Linked DNA regions of Sus scrofa: region 1 is linked to region 2. A link is a contact called in public HiChIP or PLAC-seq data. All regions are on one chromosome and are shown on one strand. Each heading gives the region's core, a stretch centred on a gene start, on an enhancer-like site or on the middle of the called end of the contact. The rest is flanking DNA. Distances are from core to core; before and after follow the strand shown.

Evidence for each region. HiChIP or PLAC-seq counts read pairs in DNA pulled down with a chosen protein or histone mark.
Region 1: a contact with region 2 is called in an H3K27ac HiChIP or PLAC-seq map of skeletal muscle, with 4 times the contacts expected there. The contact joins two enhancer-like sites. A contact is called at or near these places in 1 of 47 Hi-C or Micro-C datasets (heart right ventricle) and 1 of 2 datasets of contacts at active chromatin or transcription factors (skeletal muscle).

What each region holds. Positions count from the first base shown.
Region 1 is chr15:137,879,822-137,885,352 of Sscrofa11.1, reverse strand. It overlaps TRAF3IP1 (TRAF3-interacting protein 1), which reads right to left. Exons shown (of 16, transcript XM_021074958.1): 8 at 1,789-1,851. Among named protein-coding and RNA genes, the nearest start is that of TRAF3IP1, 19 kb to the right of the region's middle. Within about 2 kb of position 2,167, at least 3 of the 83 cell types and tissues checked have an H3K27ac peak or open chromatin away from gene starts, as enhancers often do. A contact at or near this core is called in skeletal muscle, where this site is marked.
Region 2 is chr15:137,525,842-137,531,103 of Sscrofa11.1, reverse strand. The region is part of intron 2 of RAMP1 (receptor activity modifying protein 1); the gene reads right to left. Among named protein-coding and RNA genes, the nearest start is that of RAMP1, 38 kb to the right of the region's middle. Within about 2 kb of position 1,728, at least 23 of the 83 cell types and tissues checked have an H3K27ac peak or open chromatin away from gene starts, as enhancers often do. A contact at or near this core is called in skeletal muscle, where this site is marked.

The DNA of each region.
Region 1 (5,531 bases), core at 918-3,417, 350 kb before region 2:
CTCTCAAAGCGCACGAATGAGTTTGCAGGAGAGCCAAACCGCCACGGATGCAGGTGAGGCCAAGGACACTCGGGGGTGCCCATCCCCCACGGCCACCTGCAGGCAGGGACACCCCACAGGTCCCCAGGGATGGGCCTCGGAGCACACAGGCACAGAGGCTGGAGCTGTGTGTTGGCAGGAGGCCCTGGAGAGCTCTCTGTGGCCTGTGGACACCACAGTCAGAGCCACAGAAGCACTGCCCCAAAGAGGGGCTCTTGAGGTGAGGAGCCCTGCTCAGGGCAACAGGACCCACCTGCGGGAGCACAGCGCCTCCCAGAGGCCCCGCCCACAGAGGGACACCGCAGAGGACAGGCCTGGAAGACGGGCCATGGGCTGCTTGCAAAGGAGCCGGGAAGGGACCTGTGCGACAGCCGCTGTGCGACTTGGGCCTCGGACTTCCTGCAAAGCCCATGCCCTCAGCCCTGGGGACAGACTGTAGGTTCACATGGAGCCCGGAAAGGTTCCTGGGTGGCCGGGGGCAGCTGAGTTACGAGCTGATGTCCAGAGGGAAGGCGCACAGCAGCCTCCATCCTGCGCCAAGGGGGCCCGACCCCGCAGCGCCCCCCAGTGTGGATGCTCAGGCCCTCTGGCTCCCCCTCAGCACCCCCACCAGCTCAGCCGCATCCCCAAAAGCCAGGGCTGAGGCCCCGACATGGCAGCCTCCCCCCACCGCGCCCCACCCCAGGCGAGGGCACCCACAGCCCAGCTCCCACCACCAGCAAACGGCAACAAGCCATCCTCTGAGCTCGGCCTCGGCTGTCCCTGAGCTTCTGAAATCTGCTGCTGCTCCCGGACCACAGCCTAGGCCCTCCTCTCCCTGGAGCACCGCCCAGCCTCCCAGACGAACTCACCCGACCGCAATTAAGCCACTCGCCCTACAAGTGTCATGAGCTTCCTGCTGCTACTGTCCCCAACATGGTCACCGGCCCCAACTCTCACCACCGCCCCGCAAGGCTCCCCTGGTCCCCAGGGCACAGGCTCCCACAGCCCTGCTCCAGCCTGGCCTCTGCCCACAAACACCCTCCCTGCCCGGAGCCTCAGCGCCCACCACACAGTAGCCTTCAACAGACATATTTGGTTGGAACAAGCCGACCACCACCAGGCGCCCCTGGCCCTGCCCCGTGCTGGGATGCTGGTGCTGGGGTGCGGCTGGGCCTTAAAAAGCCTGGTAGAAGTGGCACGGCACTGCAAATCAACTGCGCTTTAATATGAAAACTTCACAGACGTAAAAACTGTTTCTAAATAACTTTTTTAAAAAAAAGCCTGGTAGGAGCTCCAGGGCCTTAAAGAACAAATGCTGAGCAAGTATTTGAGCAGGACTCCTTTTTTGAACGCTGAGGAAAACTATGCCGAAAGCAGACTCTCCCTGAGGTTCGACTTCAGACTCTCCAAGCACACAGGTCACGGAAAAGCCAGGGTCCCGACGGTGCTCTGAGCTGCGCGAACGGCCTCTCCGGACACGAGGCCTGGGGCTGCCAGCTCGGCCTCCGGGACCCAGCAGGGGCCCCCTGGCTCTGCACTGAGTCTCAGAAGGAACAGTGGGGACGCGGGAGGTGTGCTGCCATCAGGCGATGACCAGAACGTTCCACCCTCTCTACGTAGAAGGGCACCTTCGGTCCCGACGGCGCCGAGAACGAGGGTGCGGCCCCGTGTGGGTCGGAGGGCCGGGGGGCTGCGGCCGCGGCCTCTGGGAAGAGAGGCGCCCACAGAGCCAGCGTGTTGCCCAGGCGGGAAGGGCCTCCTTCTTACCTTTCTGCTTCACTGCGGGCTCGGGCTCAGCGCTGTCTCGCCACAGACCAGCTGAATCAGCATCTGAAACACGAGCTGAGTTAGTTTTGGCTTCTTCTGTTCCTGACGTAAGACAGTTAAAATGGAGCCTCAAGAGGGGGCACGGCAGGCTGGCCAGCGGGCTCCGTTAACCTCACCGAGCTCCACTCCCGGCCCCAAGTGTACCAACGAGGACCCCGGGCGGCACTGCAAAGAAGGCAGGGGGTCCCTCCCAGGCATGGCCGGGGCACAGACCCCGAGCCCATCAGCCCGGCCAGGCGGAGGCCTGTGGCCCCACAGCCAGAACCCCGCTACGTCCAGAACCACCCAGCACGACTATCGGCCAGGCCTGGGAGTCATAAGCTGCAAAGAGGCTGCAACTTCCGGAAAGCAGGACGAACAGGAAAACGATGCCCAGCCTGGTGCTCAGCCTCAGCCATGCGGAGAACTCCCAAATACCCGCCTCCTGATTACTGAGTGACGTGCAAATATTTATAAAAACAGAATATATCAAATGCCTAAGTAATAAAATATTTTTCTATTAAAAACAAAAGGAGTGGATGCTGGAAGAACAGATTTTGAATCGTGGCAGCACCCAGGGTAGAAACCTGACTTGTCACTAAAGCCCCCCCCATCCCCCAACTCCCTTAAAATCTCCATCAGGAGACAAAAATAAAACTGGGAGAAAGTTTCCTTTCCTGAAACCCTATCTTATAATTTCTTAAAAGCACTCAAAGAAATGGCTTGTGTTAGAATTAAACTGCCATTAATGATCAAAGAACTGCTTTACTTTCTGTAATGGAACTACATAAAATGGACAACATAATTTTCTAAAAAAATTTTTTTCGATCTATTAAAATGCTGACTTAAATAGTCTGTTTCAAGGAATTAATTATTTATGATATCCCATAGAACGCAGCCAAAAAACCAACAGGAAACACCGTTCAGTTCTGAAACAAACAAATCTTGGCGTTCCCGTCGTGGTGCAGGGGAAACGAATCAGACGAGGAGCCATGAGGTTGTGGGTTCGATCCCTGGCCTCATTCAGTGGGTTAAGGATCTGGTTGGTGTTGCTGGGAGCTGTGGTAGGTCGCAGGCACGGCCAGGATCCTGAGTGGCTATGGCTGTGGTGTAGGCCGGCGGCTAGAGCTCCGATTAGACCCCTAGCCTGGGAACCTCCATATGCCATGGGTGTGGCCCTAAAAAGCAAAATAAAATAAAGCAAATCTAAATGTAAGTTTGGCAGCTATAGATTATCAATTTTAAAAGAAAACATCCCAATAACTTTTAGGTGTTGTATATTATTTGAAAGTGTCAAATATTTTCTATACTGTGCAAAACTCACCAGCATAGTCAGTAAATTACAAAGGCATTATTTCCGTCTGTAGCTTAAGAAGAAGGCTGCCCTGCACAATTTTATCTTCTCAAAGTTCTTTCTTTTATGAGAGGCCTATGGCGGTTGTTTTAACATTGCTAGTTGTAGTCTCAAGTAAGCTTCTGCTAAACCCCAAGATCACGCGGATAGAAAGAGTATATAAAGCAGACCACACATTCACTAATAATACTACAACCCACTCTTCTTTCTTTGTCTTTTGTCTTTTTAGGGCTGCACCCGCGGCACGTGGAGGTTCCCAGGCTAGGGGTCGAATCAGAGCTATGGCCACGGGCCTCCACCACAGCCACAGCAACGCGGGACCTGGGCCGTGTCTGTGACCTACACCACAGCTCACAGCAGTGCCGGATGCTTAACCCACTGAGCAAGGGCAGGGATCCAACCTGCATCCTCATGGTTCCTGGCGGATTCACTTCCACTGCGCCTCAACAGGAACTCCCTACAACCCATTCTTAATCACAGAAGGCAGTTTAACCAGCTTGACAAACAACAGCTCCAAAAAGACAACACGCCCAGAAGGAGTAAAGACCACTGCGAACTGGCCCCCAAGTCAGCACAAGTCTCTTATCTGAATCACTGGCAATCACGGAACCTCGTAGGTAAGAACGTGGCCTTGGTGTCAGACCTGGAGGCTCTCGTGTCACCGAGCGTCGTGCCCTGAGTGGGCTGTGGCCCGAGTGCGGCCACACGGAAAAAGCAGGGGCAGTGGGCAGAGCCCAGTGTCCACACCAGCGCCTCTCTCAAAACTTGCCGGCCAGCCCCATGGCCCCCAGCATGGCACAGGCGGCCTGCCATTCTGCCTGGCTCTCTGCAGAGCTGAGTGGCACAGGGTCGCTGACCACATCTTGGTGGAAACGCACACAACCAGGGTTTGAAATGAGGGGCCCCAGGGATCAGTCTCGGCATCACATGGTCAGATGCAGAGGCTTTAAGTGCATCCTAAGGACACGAGATAAAGGGCCCAGCGTCACATGGGCAGGGGCGAGGGCGAAGCGACGTCTTCACCTCAAAGCTGATCAAGAATACGGCGGGGGCGGGGCGGGGGGGTGCTACATAAGTAAAACGACACCCCAAGGAAGCAATCGGACAGCTGGGGAGGAGAGACACTGTGGAGACAGGCGAGCCTGCAGAAAGTACCGTTCTGGAGCAGAAGGCAGGGAGGAGCCGCTCCGGATTCAAAGACACAAGAGACAAAAAGAACAAGAAAAGCGTGCAGGGTGCTCACCCTAACAGGACCTGGTGTTTAAGCAAATAAAACTGCTGAGACAACCAGAACACAGCCTGGGTCTTAGATGCCCTCTGGCAACGAGAAATCTCTTCGGTGAAACTCTGATTTTGTGGTCGTGCAGGAACATGTCTTTTTTGGTTTTATGAGCTTCATGCTGAAGAATTTAGATGGAATTTAGAGGTAGAGTGTTAAGGTGGTTGGGTTTTTTTGGCTTTATTTTTGTTTTCTTTTTAGGGCCGAACCTGTGGCATAAGGAAGTTTCTCCAGGCTAGGGGTCAAATCAGAGCTGCAGCTGCCGGCCTGCGCCACAGCCACAGCAACGCAGGATCCAAGCCGCATCTGTGACCCTCACTGCATCTTGCAGCAATACGAGATCCCTAACCCACGGAGCGAGGCCAGGGATTGAACCCACATCCTCATGGGCGCTAGCTGGACTCTTAACCTGCTCATCCACAATGGGAACTCTAAGAGTTTTTTAAATACTTTGAAACAGTTCATAAAGATACATCACGAAGGGTGGAGCAAAGAAGCCCGCTCGGGAGTAGGGCTGAATCTAAGTTTGAGGTACATGGGTGTGGTTCACGCCCGGCTTTCTGCTTTTCTCTCCTTTTCATAGTGAAAAAGCCTGAACAATAAAACAAGATGAATTGAAGGAACCCACGCTGGTGTAACGTGCCAGGAAACCTCGGACTGCAGAGCCGTGGGCGGGGGGACGAGACATCAGTGAGCCTGCGTGAGAGATGCGGAGGGCGAGAGGGCGCGTGTGGAAACAGCAAAGGGTGAGCTCTTGCTGAATTCTTTCATCCACCTGAAAAGGCAAACGAGAGCCACGGGGCCCAGGAATCCTGCGAGCCCTCCCTGAGGACGCAGGCCACGAGCAGCTATATGACGGGGCTCGGCTTCGGTTTGAAGCACGAGCCAGAGCGAAAGGCCATCAGCCAGACCCAGGGCCACGGGATCCAGAAACTGTCATCAACCAGAGAAGTGAAGGAATCCTACCAGTGGCTGACCCGTTTCACTCTATGTGCAATGACCGCCAGCACAGGACATCTGGGGCTGCGTGACTGCGAGTGTGCTGTGACAGGACTCAGGGAAGAAGGGGGA
Region 2 (5,262 bases), core at 479-2,978:
TAGATATATATAGAACAGAAGCAATTTTGGACCCACACAAAGAGAGGAAGAGCTCCATACACAGTACCAGTGAAGGTATAGAGAATATACTTTCCCTTAATTTTGTCCAGGAAGTGAGCAAATGGAGCAGAGGCCATAAGTCAACATTGATGAGAGAATCAGGGCGGCCTGGAAGGGCTGTAAGGAAAAGGCTGGGGCTCTCCGGCACCCAAGCATCCCTCGACCCCAGCCCCCATCATATGGTCTCTAAGTTGCTGGGTCACTGCTTTTTTGTTTGTTTGTTTGTTTTTTCCTGCCCTGGCTGCCCACTGGGTCATTGCAGACTCCCTTGGTCTGTGTGAGTGGCTAGACTGGCACGCCATGCGGGAGAGCGTGGGCAGAGGCAGCGGGGGGGTAGGTAAGATCCATGCCCCAGGGGTGTGTGGTTTTCCAAGTGAACAAGGACTCATGTTGCAAGTGGAAAGCAGAAGTGGAAAAGCCAGAGGAAGTCAGAACAGACGGGGTCTCATTGTGGAAAAAAAAAAAAAAAAGAATAAGTGTTTATCAAAGGCCTATCACAAGGTTAGTACATATGTGTCAGGGACTGTTAAAATCCCAAGTCCAGCCTTTTGAGCTGGTTGGTTTTCTTTAGCAATTTTTTTTGGCCAAAGGAAAAAAAAATTTTTTTTTTTTTTTCCCCCTCACACAGCTTGATGTGAGATCTCAGTTCCCAGACCAGGGCCTTTTTTTTTTCTTTTTTTTTTAGGGCCACACCCATGGCATATGAAGGTTCTCAGGCTAGGGGGTCTCATCGGAGCCACAGCCACGCCAGGTCTGAGCCACGTCTGCGACTTACACCACAGCTCACGGCAACGCCGGATCCTTAACCCACTGAGTGAGGCCAGGGATCCAACCCGCATCCTCATGGCTGCTAGTCGAGTTCGTTAATGCTGAGCCACAACGGGAACTCCCCAGACCAGGGGCTGAATCCAGGCCACAGCAGAAGGTGCCAGGTCCTAACCTTTAGACCACCAGGGAACTCTCTTGAGCTGACTGTGGATCAGCTCTAGGGCGGCATGGTTGTCTTCTTCCCCACCTCAGACCCCCCAAACCAACGAGTGGTTTTCAGTGTTCTGCAGACCCAGTGACAGACCGGCAACCCTCCAGTTTGCTCGCTGGAGAAGGTTCTGGAACAGAGACGGTCCCACAAGGAGGTGGCGCCATCTCCGGGCTGGCCAGCCTGGGTGGGAAGGAGCCCCTGCCCCAGGAACCTGTGACACCAGGGACCCCACGGGAGGCCACGCCCATCCCGAGCCGGTGGTGGGCTATTCTGGGACCAGCCAGGGTCTCCTTGAAATGCCCTGCCAGTCTGCAAAGCCATCCCCGCCTAAAAATATCTCCCAAGTGCAGTCAGCTGCCCACTTCATTCTGTTTATTTATACAGAAGTGACAGCTGAAACTTTCAATAAATATTGTGAGCTCTGTCAGCAAGGCCACGATAAACGCATTCCCCTCAGAGTACAGACATTCTTTGTCGAAAGAACACTGTCCTGACTGAAGGGGCAGGATAATCAGGACGAAATAGTTTCGCTCTAACCCTCTATTTCACTTCGCTTGTAAGGGAGTAATTATCCTTTTTGGCCGGGACTTTCTCCTCTGGCCCCCGAGTGAACTCTGCTTGGAATGTTCCGGAACACTATGCCGGGAGTTTCCACCAGGCCTGGGTCCCACGTCAAGGCTCTGGCACCGTTCACAGATGTTTATTTACTGCCAGGGAGGTGCCCACCGACGCCCAAGGGGCGTCGTCTGCTCTGGGGACACCTAGGGTTGCTGTTGTTCCCCCACAGCCCTGACTGGCGGTGATGTGGAGGATGGGAGTCTGCACCCTGGCGCCCCCAGGACTGGGTTCACATCCAGCTCCGCCTCTTATCCTGAGCGATCCCAGGGGTCTCATCTCACCCACCCAAGCCTTGGTCTCCTTATAGTCAAATGAAGAGACGGGTACCCACTTAGCAGACCAAGGGCCTGACCCACAGCAGGTGCCCAGTTCGTGGTGGTTTTCTCATCGCCTCTTCCCAACAACTGGTGGGTGGCCCCCTCAGCGTACATCTCTTTCATTTTTAAGGGTCGCACCCGTGGCATATGGAGGTTCCGGGGCTAGGGGTCTAATCAGAGCTGCAGCTGTTGGCCTACACCACAGCTCATGGCCACGCCGGATCCTTAACCCATTGAGCAAGGCCAGGGATCGAACCCTCATCCTCACGGACACATGATGGGTTCTTAACCTACTGAGCCATGACGAGAACTCCAAGTGTACATTTCCTGTTCTATAAACTCAAACGTTGACCAGGTGATGTGTGTCAAAGCCCTCGGAAGAGCTGAGCAAGAACCACTATTCTGGCTTCCTTTCTCTGGGCCAGTATTTGCCTCCATTCACTGGGAAAATTCACAACCTGGTGGCTTCCAGCAGCTTTAAATACCTGCTGGGAGGAAGGGACGTGGCATCACCTGGCATCCTGGCAGCCAGAGCAGGGGAAGGGGAAGATGGCCATTTGAGGCTGGCCCGAGGAGCCTGCCAAAACGCTAGACTGACATGCGGTGGGGTTAGATAGATTGGGGGGGGGCGGTCCAAGACGTCAAGACGGATCCTCATGATGTTTTTGGCTGAACAGTTCTGAAAGACAAATGACTAATAAGTATCTGGAAAAACCTCACTTTTAAGGAAAAAAGAAGCAAACATCCAAATAATCCATTTTACAAATAACACTCAGTGCTAGTCAAGGCATTGTGAAATGCGACAGGTGCTCGTATCATTACTAACAGAAGATAAATTGGTAAAAATTTCCTGAAAGGCAATCTGGCAATTATGTGCCAGTAACTTCAAAATCATGGATACCCTTCGATCCAGTCATTCTATTTCTGGGAATTACCCTAAGTTAATAACACGAAACGTAGACACAATAATGAAGATGTCCATTGTAGATGTATAATTATGGAAAAAAGAGCAGACAACAGGGTGGTGACGAAAAAAATTGCTTATGAGAGACTCTGCTATGTAGCTACTAAAACAATATTTAGGAAGAAATTTTAAAATGTGGGAAAATATTTATGTTAAAATGCTGAACCAAAGAAGAAGCAGATGAGACCAAGTTATACAATGTGGCTCCCCCATAAAATGGTCCACGTGGGAGGAGGGAGAGATCCCAGAGTGTAAGGAGGCGTTATCACCACTAGGGGGCAGTGATATGAAGGACTTTTCTTATCTCTGCTTTTTTGTGGGGCTTTCCAAGTTTTCTACAAAGATGCATTGTTTGTCTAATTACTTTTTTTTTTTTAATTTACTTATTTGGCTGTGGGCCTGGCAGGCGGAAGATCCCTGGGCCAGGGATGGAACCTGAGCCACAGCAATGACAATGCTGGATCCTTAACTTGCTGAGCCACCAAGGAACTCCTCTAATTATGTACATTTTTCTTCTCTCTCTCTCTCTCTCTTTTTTTTTTTTTTTGTCTTTTTAGGTCCGCCCCTGTAGCATATGGAAGTTCCCAGGCTAGGGGTCTAAGAGGAACTGCGGATGCCAGCCACAGCCACAGCCACTTGGGATCCCCAGTTGCGTCAGCAACCTACCCCACATTTTGCAGCAACGCCAGATCCTTAACCCACCGAGAGAGGCCAGGGATCGAACTGGACACTATGTCGGGTTGAGCCACAAGGGGATAATTATATTTTTAAACAGCTGGTTTAGGAAAAACGCCTGCAGAAAACCAGACACTGAGTCACTGCATTTGCAGCCACGGGGCGCTCCTTCTTGCATGTCGGGGCGGCAGGAGGCTTTTCACGCAGGGGACTTGTGTGCGCGGCTCTGAATCCCAAGCCGCAGGGAGAACTGGGCGCGGAGGCAGGCTGAGAGGGGCTTGTCGGGGGCCCGCTGTCCCCGCTGCCCGGCAGGCCGCACCTTGCTGGGGGCGTGGCCAGCGGGCTGCGGGCCCCTCCCCCCGGGAGGCCGGACCCCGCAGGGCCCGCCCCGCCGAGCCCGACCCCCGCCCGCCGCCCTTCCTCCTGCCACCCGCTGCCCTCTGCCCGAGTGGGGCGGGGTAAAGCCTGTCCCAGGGCCACCAGGGGGACACCCCCCTCCCACCCTCCGCTTCCAGCACAGGCGGTTCTGCCCCGGCCTTTGCAGGAGTGGAAGGAGCTCTGGGACCCCGCTCCCAGGACCTGGGGGCACTTGGCGGGCAGCCCTGTCCCAGGCGGCCGTGCCGGAGGCTGGGCCACCCTCCGAGGGAGGTAACGCAGGAGATGGGAGGCTCACCGGCCGGCCGGCCCGCCCGCGCACACCTGGAGGGCGGCGGGCCGCGGGATGTCCGGTCACGCCCCACCCCGCACCCCGATTCCTGCTTCGCGAAGGTTCCCAGGGCCTGGAACTCTCCGGGGTGGCTCTCCTCCGCCCCTTGCCTCCCCTCGGGTGTGGGCTGCCTCCCGGGAGGAATGGACGTCCCAGGCCTCCTTGCAGGAAGGGCGAGGCCACCAGATGGCCTCCCTGGTTCCTCCTCCCAGCACCCCTTCCCTTGGGACGGCCTCTTCCTGCGCCCCGCCAGGCCCCTCGAAGTCAGCCTCCCACCCCAGTCCAGCGGGGCTCCCTCTGGACTCCTGCACCTTCTCCCTCCGTCGCAGCCGGGCGCGAAGGCCCACGCAGCTCCCCCTACCCTTACAACTTACATTTCTTTTTAAATTAAAAAAAAAAAAAGTTACAGCTGATTTACAGGGTTTTGTCAATGTCCGCTGTCCAGCATAGCGAGCCCGTTCTTTTTCTCATAGTCTCTCCTGTCACCTTCTACCACAGTGACTGGATACCGCTCCCTGTGCTCGACAGCAGGACCTCATTGCTCGTCCCTTCTAAATGGAATGGTTTGCATCTACTAACCCCAAACTCCCCGTCCAGACCCCTCCCCCCTTCCTCCCCCCCTTGGCAACCACAAGTCTCTTCTCCATGTCTGTGATAACTCACCTCTCTAATGCCAACTTCCACTTCTTTACCGGGCCTGGGTATCTCTGCACCCCTTTTTCTACCCCCACCTAGCTTAGGGCAGCCATCACCCCCATCCCCTGCTTTCTCCTCTTCTGCAGCCCTGGCTGAGTCCACCATTGGCTCTCCCGGCCACAACCTGGCCTCTGGCCTCTGCCTCCGCCCCAGCTCTGCCTTCCCCCTCCCCCAGCCCTGCTTCATACCCTCAGTGCTCCCTGCTGCACCTGCACTGGATTCAAAAGCCCTCATGTGGCTCCCACTG